Regions from separate parts of the Arachis hypogaea genome. Here region 2 is linked to region 1. A link is a contact called in public Hi-C data. All regions are on one chromosome and are shown on one strand. Each heading gives the region's core, a stretch centred on a gene start, on an enhancer-like site or on the middle of the called end of the contact. The rest is flanking DNA. Distances are from core to core; before and after follow the strand shown.

What was found. Hi-C and Micro-C count contacts between places; a contact is called where the count stands out from the background.
Region 2: a Hi-C map of leaf shows a contact between it and region 1, with 2.1 times the contacts expected there. The contact joins two enhancer-like sites. A contact is called at or near these places in 2 of 8 Hi-C or Micro-C datasets (both in leaf).

What each region holds. Positions count from the first base shown.
Region 1 is chr3:16,219,623-16,223,694 of arahy.Tifrunner.gnm2.J5K5, forward strand. No RefSeq gene overlaps it. Among protein-coding and RNA genes, the nearest start is that of LOC112789658, 4.5 kb to the left of the region's middle. Within about 2 kb of position 2,144, at least 3 of the 3 cell types and tissues checked have open chromatin away from gene starts, as enhancers often do.
Region 2 is chr3:16,257,867-16,261,938 of arahy.Tifrunner.gnm2.J5K5, forward strand. No RefSeq gene overlaps it. Among protein-coding and RNA genes, the nearest start is that of LOC112789659, 16 kb to the right of the region's middle. Within about 2 kb of position 2,160, at least 1 of the 3 cell types and tissues checked has open chromatin away from gene starts, as enhancers often do.

The DNA.
Region 1 (4,072 bases), core at 894-3,393:
AAGAGTAGAGGTGGACACTTAATAGAATAAAGAGGATAAATTTTATTGGTATTTGACCACAATAAGGAGTATCATGTGAATTCGTTCTTTTTGCAGGTATGAAAGGAAAAAAATGAAAGGACCATAGATCCCAACATCCAATATTGAGCAAGTAAAACCGTAGACATGTATGTTTTATAAGATTGGCCTCGAGTTTAAGGCCTTGTTAGTTCATACACCAAAGAAATGTTATGCAAACAAAATATCTTGAGTGTCTTTGAAGTTTATAATAGATGGATGGAAGTAAGATTTTTATGAACTTGGAGAAAAGCTAGAGGTAGCAGTTTATTATTTTGTTGTTAGTTAAACAAAGAAATAGAGTAATCTTAGAGATAAAAAACCTATAGAAATGAGGATAGTATGACATACTAGTTAGGTGTGGAGTTGAAATATGTTTTACTATGGTTAATCTTTTGTATGAACTTTGATACCTTCTTTCTCAAATTTTGAGCATGATATTTGGCTTTTATTGAAATAAAAAAAATCTTTATCATTGTAACTTTTATTTCTGAGACTTTTTTCTTTTTGAGACCTTTTTCCTTAGATATATGTATGTATTGCTTCCGATAACAAATTAAACATTAATTGACCAAACCCTCTCTCTTGGTGTGAGTGATCAAGTTGTTTAATTTTTAATCATATAAGTTGTAATGCGGTGGCGTCATCTGCATCACGATGCAATAATCACAGTGTGATAATAAGAAGTAAATTAAACAAATAAGTTGTGATTAAGCACAATGGGTAGCGAATTTTTCAATCAAGTGATAAAGTCACGCAAAAGAGGACGTGTACTTTAATCTCTAAAATAACAGATGTTCGGATAATGATTTAGCGACCTTAACCTACTCCAAAAAGTAAAATAAAATTTCCCGTTAATCGAATCAAATTAGAACACATAAGGATCATCATGGTGCAAGGGCGAAACTTTTTCATATTATTTATGTTGTTGAGAAAACGCTTCTTATACTTTCTCTAGATAATAAAAATGATGAATAATAAGCTATATCACAGGTTCACTGAATATAAATAAATCTAATTAATTTAAAATTTAAAATTAAAATTAACTTTTATTTTTTAATCTATTATTTATATTTTTCTAAAAAAACATTATTCTTCTATATTTTTCTTAACAATTAGTTCAAACAAATTAACACACATAAGGATCATCATGGTGCAAGAATGAAACTTCTCTAGGTCTTACATCGAGATATTACCACGTGACAAGAATAATAAGGAATAAGGCATTAGAACTAATTAATAATTAATAAAGGGTATTTAGCTCAATCTTTTGCATTAATTTATTACAATGACAATGCTAAAAAATAATAATTTAAATTTATTCTATTAAATTTAATATTTATAATTTTATATATGTAACATTTATAATTATATATTTATTATATTTATTATTGTCAATTTATTTCAACAGTAAACTTATATTTCTATTTTTTATATCTTGTTCTCGTCTTGTTTTGTCCTGTCTTATTCTCATAAACGAACACAACTTAAAAAAACTACAGGGGCGGGCGAAAGAAATCTCACACAAATCAGCAAATATATTCAAATTTTTTTTTTTAGTCAGTGAATTGGACAACCTCCAATTCTAGATACACAACACACTCACACATTCCTCACATATTTATCACATTTTTTTTTTCATAAATACACCCTCTAGAATTTGAACTCTAGACCTTAGTAATAGGGAGGAGGTGAAGTGCCACTGAGCTAAGGCTCTTCGGCGCAAACATATTCAAATTAAGTTTAGGGATTTGACAAAATTAGCCCATATATGATAGATTCTCTAGTTGGACTCGCATTTAAATCACCATTTTTTTTTGTTGCCCACGGTATCCCCTAATCCGACAGGTCAAGGACTAATCCGTCTCGGATCGGAGCTCCATTTAAGGGTTTGCCGCTGGCCAATGGATTGCTGCATGCACAAGGCGGGATTCCAACCCCCGACACTTACTTAAGCGGACGAGTGAGCTAACCACTCGACCAACCCAAGTTGGTTAAATCACCATTTTTAACAGCCTCAGAACACAATAAAAGATGTTAAAGCAGGCCCAAAGCTTAGGCCGTGCCTGCTAATGATTGGGTTTCTTTGCTCCATGTTCGACTACTCAACTAATTAGGCCTCGCTTGTTTTTGTATTACAAACCCAAACCCATAGAAAATGTTTGAAGGCTGGCCCAGAATTTTTCCGCCCATTGACTCTCGACTAATTGGGTTATACTAGAATTTTAATTTCGTAAATACCAGAAATTAACTAAACCAATTATATTAGCTCGCACCGCAAAGCTTGGTTTAGTGGCAACTATGTTTGCCTTGTTAGAAGGTACACCAAGTTTAAATCCTAATTAGGTCTAGAAAATTGATATATGGAACTCATTGGTAAAGAAAAAGGGTGTGTGTAAGGGGTACCTGACCAAAAAAAAAAAAAACCAATTTTATTAGCTCTAATTTATATTATGCGATCTAGCCCTTATTTAAAAGACCAATAATGTAGGAAGAGAAATTAACTTATACTTTTTTAAAATAGTTTATCAAAGTTGTTTTTCAAAAAATATTATTAAAAAAATGTAGTATCTATATTTGATAAATTAAACTAAACACAACTTTCAATAAATATAAATAAGAACAATTATGTTTAGTAAAATGATTTTTAAAATTTAAAAATTATAATAGACATAAATATTAGAATAAATTTATATTTTTATTAATATATGAAATTGCATTAGATTTTATAATTTTAATAAGTATAAACCAATTCTAAAAATCTCTTCGGTAAATGCATTTTAAAAGCGTCTTCAAACTTTTAAAAACTTTAACCACATGCACACGGACGGAGGATGTACTTGATGAGTGTTTTGTTCAGAAGAAGTTGCTCATAGCAATATCATTTGGGAAAGAATTGAATATTGGTGCAAGATTTGGGTTAATTAATATGTATAATAAAAGGAGGATGTACTTGGTGAGTGTTTTGTTAATGATTCTCCTCACTTATTAAATTCATGGCATTGGAGAACGAACCTTTAATTTCCAACATGTGCAGGAAGAAATTAAATAGGTTGTTCCATTCAGGATTTAAGGTATAGGAAGTTATCTGTATTTGTGGTTCAATCTTGTGAAATATTATTAGTTCACGGATAGAAGGAAATGTGGAATTGAAGTGGATTGGAAATTGAGATTCAATAATCTATGAATATCAATATGGTCACAACTAATACCGGTTGTGCATTTGATGTGCAAAACATGGATCAAATGTGTTTCACAAATATGCAATAATATTTTGCTAACTTTCTCATTGTTTTGAAATAGTATATGGTCAGTTTTAATATGTACAATTCACAAAATATTTCAACACAAGGCCTAACAATTTTTTTTGTGAACTGAGAAGAAAATTGTTTGTATAAAATTAAAGTTAGTTAGACCATACCTTAAAATTGCTTATAGAAATTAGTTCAATGCATAAGACAAAGTAACACATATATTATTTTTTAACTTTTCTTTTTGTAAATTCCAAAAAATAGTAATATATTTATCTTTAAAACTTAATTGTTTATAAAGGACAAAAAAAATAAAAAAACCAAAAGAATTAAAAAAGATCATTTTCGAAAAATTCTTAGCTTCTAGAAAGAAAAGAAGAGGAGACAACCGCCAAAAAATCTTAATTGGTGGTGATTTAATTTGCTTCCCCTATTTGCCATATTTTCCTTGTGCCCGTGACCACTAGAGTTAGTAGCATGAGATAATGAGATTTGATTTTACTAACTCATATGAAGAGAGTAGAGAGAAAAGGCACCATATTCAATGATATGGAAAACAAATCCACGCACTATTTTGTTGTGTTGCGTGTTATGTCCATAATCACGTGCATGCCTCATCTATCTTTGGGTTTCTCTTTTGTCCTCTTTACATGCCCATAACCATAATCTTATGTTGTTTATTGTGGTCTACATGTTGTAGATAGGCTTAGCTTTTTAATTTTGCAACTACAAAATAATTAACTTATTACATGCATAATTACTAG
Region 2 (4,072 bases), core at 910-3,409, 38 kb after region 1:
AAAAAGATTTTCAATAATCCTGTTTTTCTTTTTTCTTTTTATTTTTTTTTCAATTCCCATGTAGTTTATTTAGGTCTAATAGTTGAAAAATAGTTTTTTTTTATATAAGACTAAATTTGAAAAATGGTTTTAAAGATACAATTGTGAGATTCATCTTTTCATAAATTAGATAATAATATATAGTATAAATTATTTTATGATATGTTATTATGTAATTTATAAAATGATTATTTTCATTTACTATTATTGTTTAAATTATAATTTTTAAATTATAAATTTTAAATCTTAAATTATATAACTCTAAATTTGAAATAGTTCAAAAAGTTTTGAATAATTTTTTAATATCTAGTAAAATTTTAGTATTGTATAATTTTATAAACTAGAGCCCATTTTCATAAGTATGATTTAATTTTTTTTCCGTAAATAAATTGTTTAGATTTAAAATAATTGTGAAAAGAAATAGTAGTTTAATCTATAAGTTAGTTTTTGAACAAAATAAAATTTTACACACTAAACATGATACGTGTATAACTTTCTCTACTGTATACATATAAATAACAAACAAAATACAAAATAGAAAATGCAAATATCTTTAGTCATACATATATCAATAAATAAAATTACCAAAAAATATAAATAATATTATATTTATTTTAAAAATATTCGTTGAAGTCAGGGACGGATGTACATATGTAGTTATGGGGACAAGCACCCCATTACGATTTGAAATTTTTTTGAGTAGTACATGATAATAATATTTATTCGCCCCTACTAAATTATTAAATTTAACCCACAATAATTTTTTATTCAATTTTTGGTACTTTATAATTAATTTAAAAATTTTATATTAGATGTTATTAGAATGATCAATTCTCAATTTAAAAAAAATTTGTATTTTTTTTAGAAATCGACTCGAAAGAGTATTATTTATCTTTTTTTGTTATTAGTTTTAATTTTTTTCGTAACAACTACATTAATTGAAAAAACTTTCTCAACTATGAATCTCAATAAGAATTGGCTTTTAATTGTATGAAAAGTTATATATATGTATATATAAGAGTAATACTACACATTTAAGTCTTTTTATGATCTAAGTCTAACCAAATTAAATAATAAGACTTAGAATAATGCTAGTCATAACTGATTTTTGTTATCTTAGATTAATTTGGTTGGACTTATTTAACAAAAAAAAAACTTGAATGTATAGCATTATTTTATATAAAAGAGAGATATTTCGATTGTATTGTTAAGAAAAAGATTATTTAATTTTTTTAAAATATAAAACAAATAATAAAATTTTAAATTATGTGTTATTATTTAAATTATTATTTAGTATTTTAATTTGTAAATTAGATATTTTAAAGACTAATTATGTTATATGTACATAAAAAATAATCACCTATATACATATTGAAATAAAAAATATACATTAAAAATAAATTATACAATACATATAATGATTAGTGAATATTTTGATAGCTAATTTTTATGTACATATAGTATTTTTATTATAAAAATTATTATTATATTATATATTTTGCCCCACTATCAAAATTTTTTAAATCCGTCACTAGTTGAAGCTGTTGTCTTTAAATAAGCAGTAAATAACAGGTTAAATTATTTTATTAGTTTTTATAATTTATTAAATTTATAATTAAATTTTTATATTTTTTTAATTGAATTTCTAAACCAATTTAAATTTTGTAATTAAGTTTTTATTGACAATAAATATTAAAACATATTTATAAAGTGTTAATTTATTATTATATTTATTCTTTATTACGATTATGATAGAAAAAAAAAGAGTGTGCGAAATAAGTGGATCTAATTATAAAATTTAGAATAGTTTAGGAATTTAATTTAAAAAATATATAAAAATTTATTTGTAAATTTGATAAAACTAATAAAATTAATTGAATAATTAAACTTAACTAAAACTAATAATATTAATGTATTTTTCATTAGATATAAAATTTAAAATAAGAAATATCATAAAATTAATATTAAATTGTGAGAAGGAAAAAAAAAACTTGAAAAAGAGACAGATATGAAATGAGAACATTAGAAATAGAAGAAAGATAACCCCACGGCATGGTGAATCCTCATATTTCATGAAATTCAGAAACAATGAATGAAGGGGATAGGGCCACAGAGCCATAGATTGCGAGACACGCGTCTCCGTACGCGCGCAATGATGCCGTGAAATGAAATGTCTCCCAACCACCTACTGTCCTCGGTGTCTTCAACATCCATCCATCGCTAATTTGCTACATTTCTATTTTCCATTTTTCCTACAACTAATTTTTCTTCTAAATTTTTAAATTTCAATTTTGTTTCACAAACTAAAATTATTGTTAATTTTATTAAAATTAAAAAAGTTAAATTTTTGTTTTGACAAATGAATTATATTGCATTGAAAATTTTAGTTGTTTTATAATTTTTTTTATTAAACATTTAACCAGGGCTATAAAACAATTGAATAGAATTTTATCATTTTTTGGAGTAATTTACGCTAAAAAATAAATAGAGTATAAAACTACACAAATGTGCTAAATTAGAATTAGTTATATGTTTTGTTTTAAATATTTTTATACGAGTAATTTACACTATAATAAATTAAACGGGATTTAAAATTACGCAGATGTCTTAAATTAATTTTCGTCACATGTCTGTCTTAAATCAATTTTACGTAATTTTAAACCACATTCAATTTATTAGTGTAAAATTGTAGATCTTTTGAAATTTGAACTAAAATACAAAAGTTATATTTCTATTCTTATTCGTTTTGATTTTTTTTTATATATTATACACTACAAGAAAAACGTTGAATACTGTCTGATTTCTCAAATATATCTGATAGTAATCAATTTACTGTCGAAAATAATTTGACGGTATAAACCTCACCGGTAAATATTTACCGTTGGATTTATTTCATATCGTCAAATTTTGTGACGGATTACTAGCTCAGGAGACCAGTTGCTTACCATCGAATGTTTCTGACGGTAATGTTGGCGCCAAAGCATATTTTTACGTGCCATGTTATCTTTGGATTATTCCTACCGTAATTCTCATGGTAATGCCATTTTATTTTATTTTTGGAATTTGAAATAAATGACAATTTTAAATTTTAATTTTTTTTTACATAATTAGTGGTCAATTCGTACACCAAATAAATGTATCAAACAATAAAACAAAATCTAATATCTACAGATCCAGGTTGTCGTCGTTGTCGTCAGTCCCGTGGCCTTGAGTCGGTGGTGCAGGAGGCGATGACGATGTCCGTGTGCCACCAGCAAGGACGATGCCAGCGGCATGCATTTGTGCCTGGTACATTTCTATCTGAGCATGCATACGCTGCATTCGCTCTAGCGACTCCCTAAATTTCAGCCTGAGCTCATTCGTAGTGGTCACGTGGGTGAGGATCTTTTGATACCTCTCCCGATAATCGTTAAGCTCCCGAGCCTGCTGGTGAAGGCTGCAGTGGAGCTCCTGCACCTGGAGCCTCAAATCCATGCCTTCCTCGGGCTACATGGCTCGACTAGTGGTGGAGCATGACGACGGCCTCAACGTCGAGTTGCGGAGGCTACTGGCGAAGAACGACCCCATCCCGTATACGTGATTTTTGTACGGGGCTGAGGCGATCTCACGCTAAACCGCATCGGGGTCCACGACTGAGGCCGCAACTCCATCGACAGCATCCTCCTCACTTTGTTGAGATTGTTGAGTCGCAGCCTCTAATCTCTGTATGTAAGACTCTTGTGCAATTAACACAAGTTAATGTGTGATTAGTAAGCTAAGACAAATATACAGTTAATATCTAATAAGAAAATAGTAGAAGATAATCAGACGTATGTTTACTCACATAATGGTCTTGAGATCGCTCATCAACAAATCTCACTTTATTCTCTTTCAATGTGTGGGTGTACTTGAAGGTCTCTGCCAATGTGGTCTCGCAGTCCAATGACTTCGACTACAGAAATTACACTAAGATACAAAATTATTAGAATGCTTATTAATGATATGAAAAACATATAACATAACGAAGTTATTAACAATATTAAAGGAACTACAT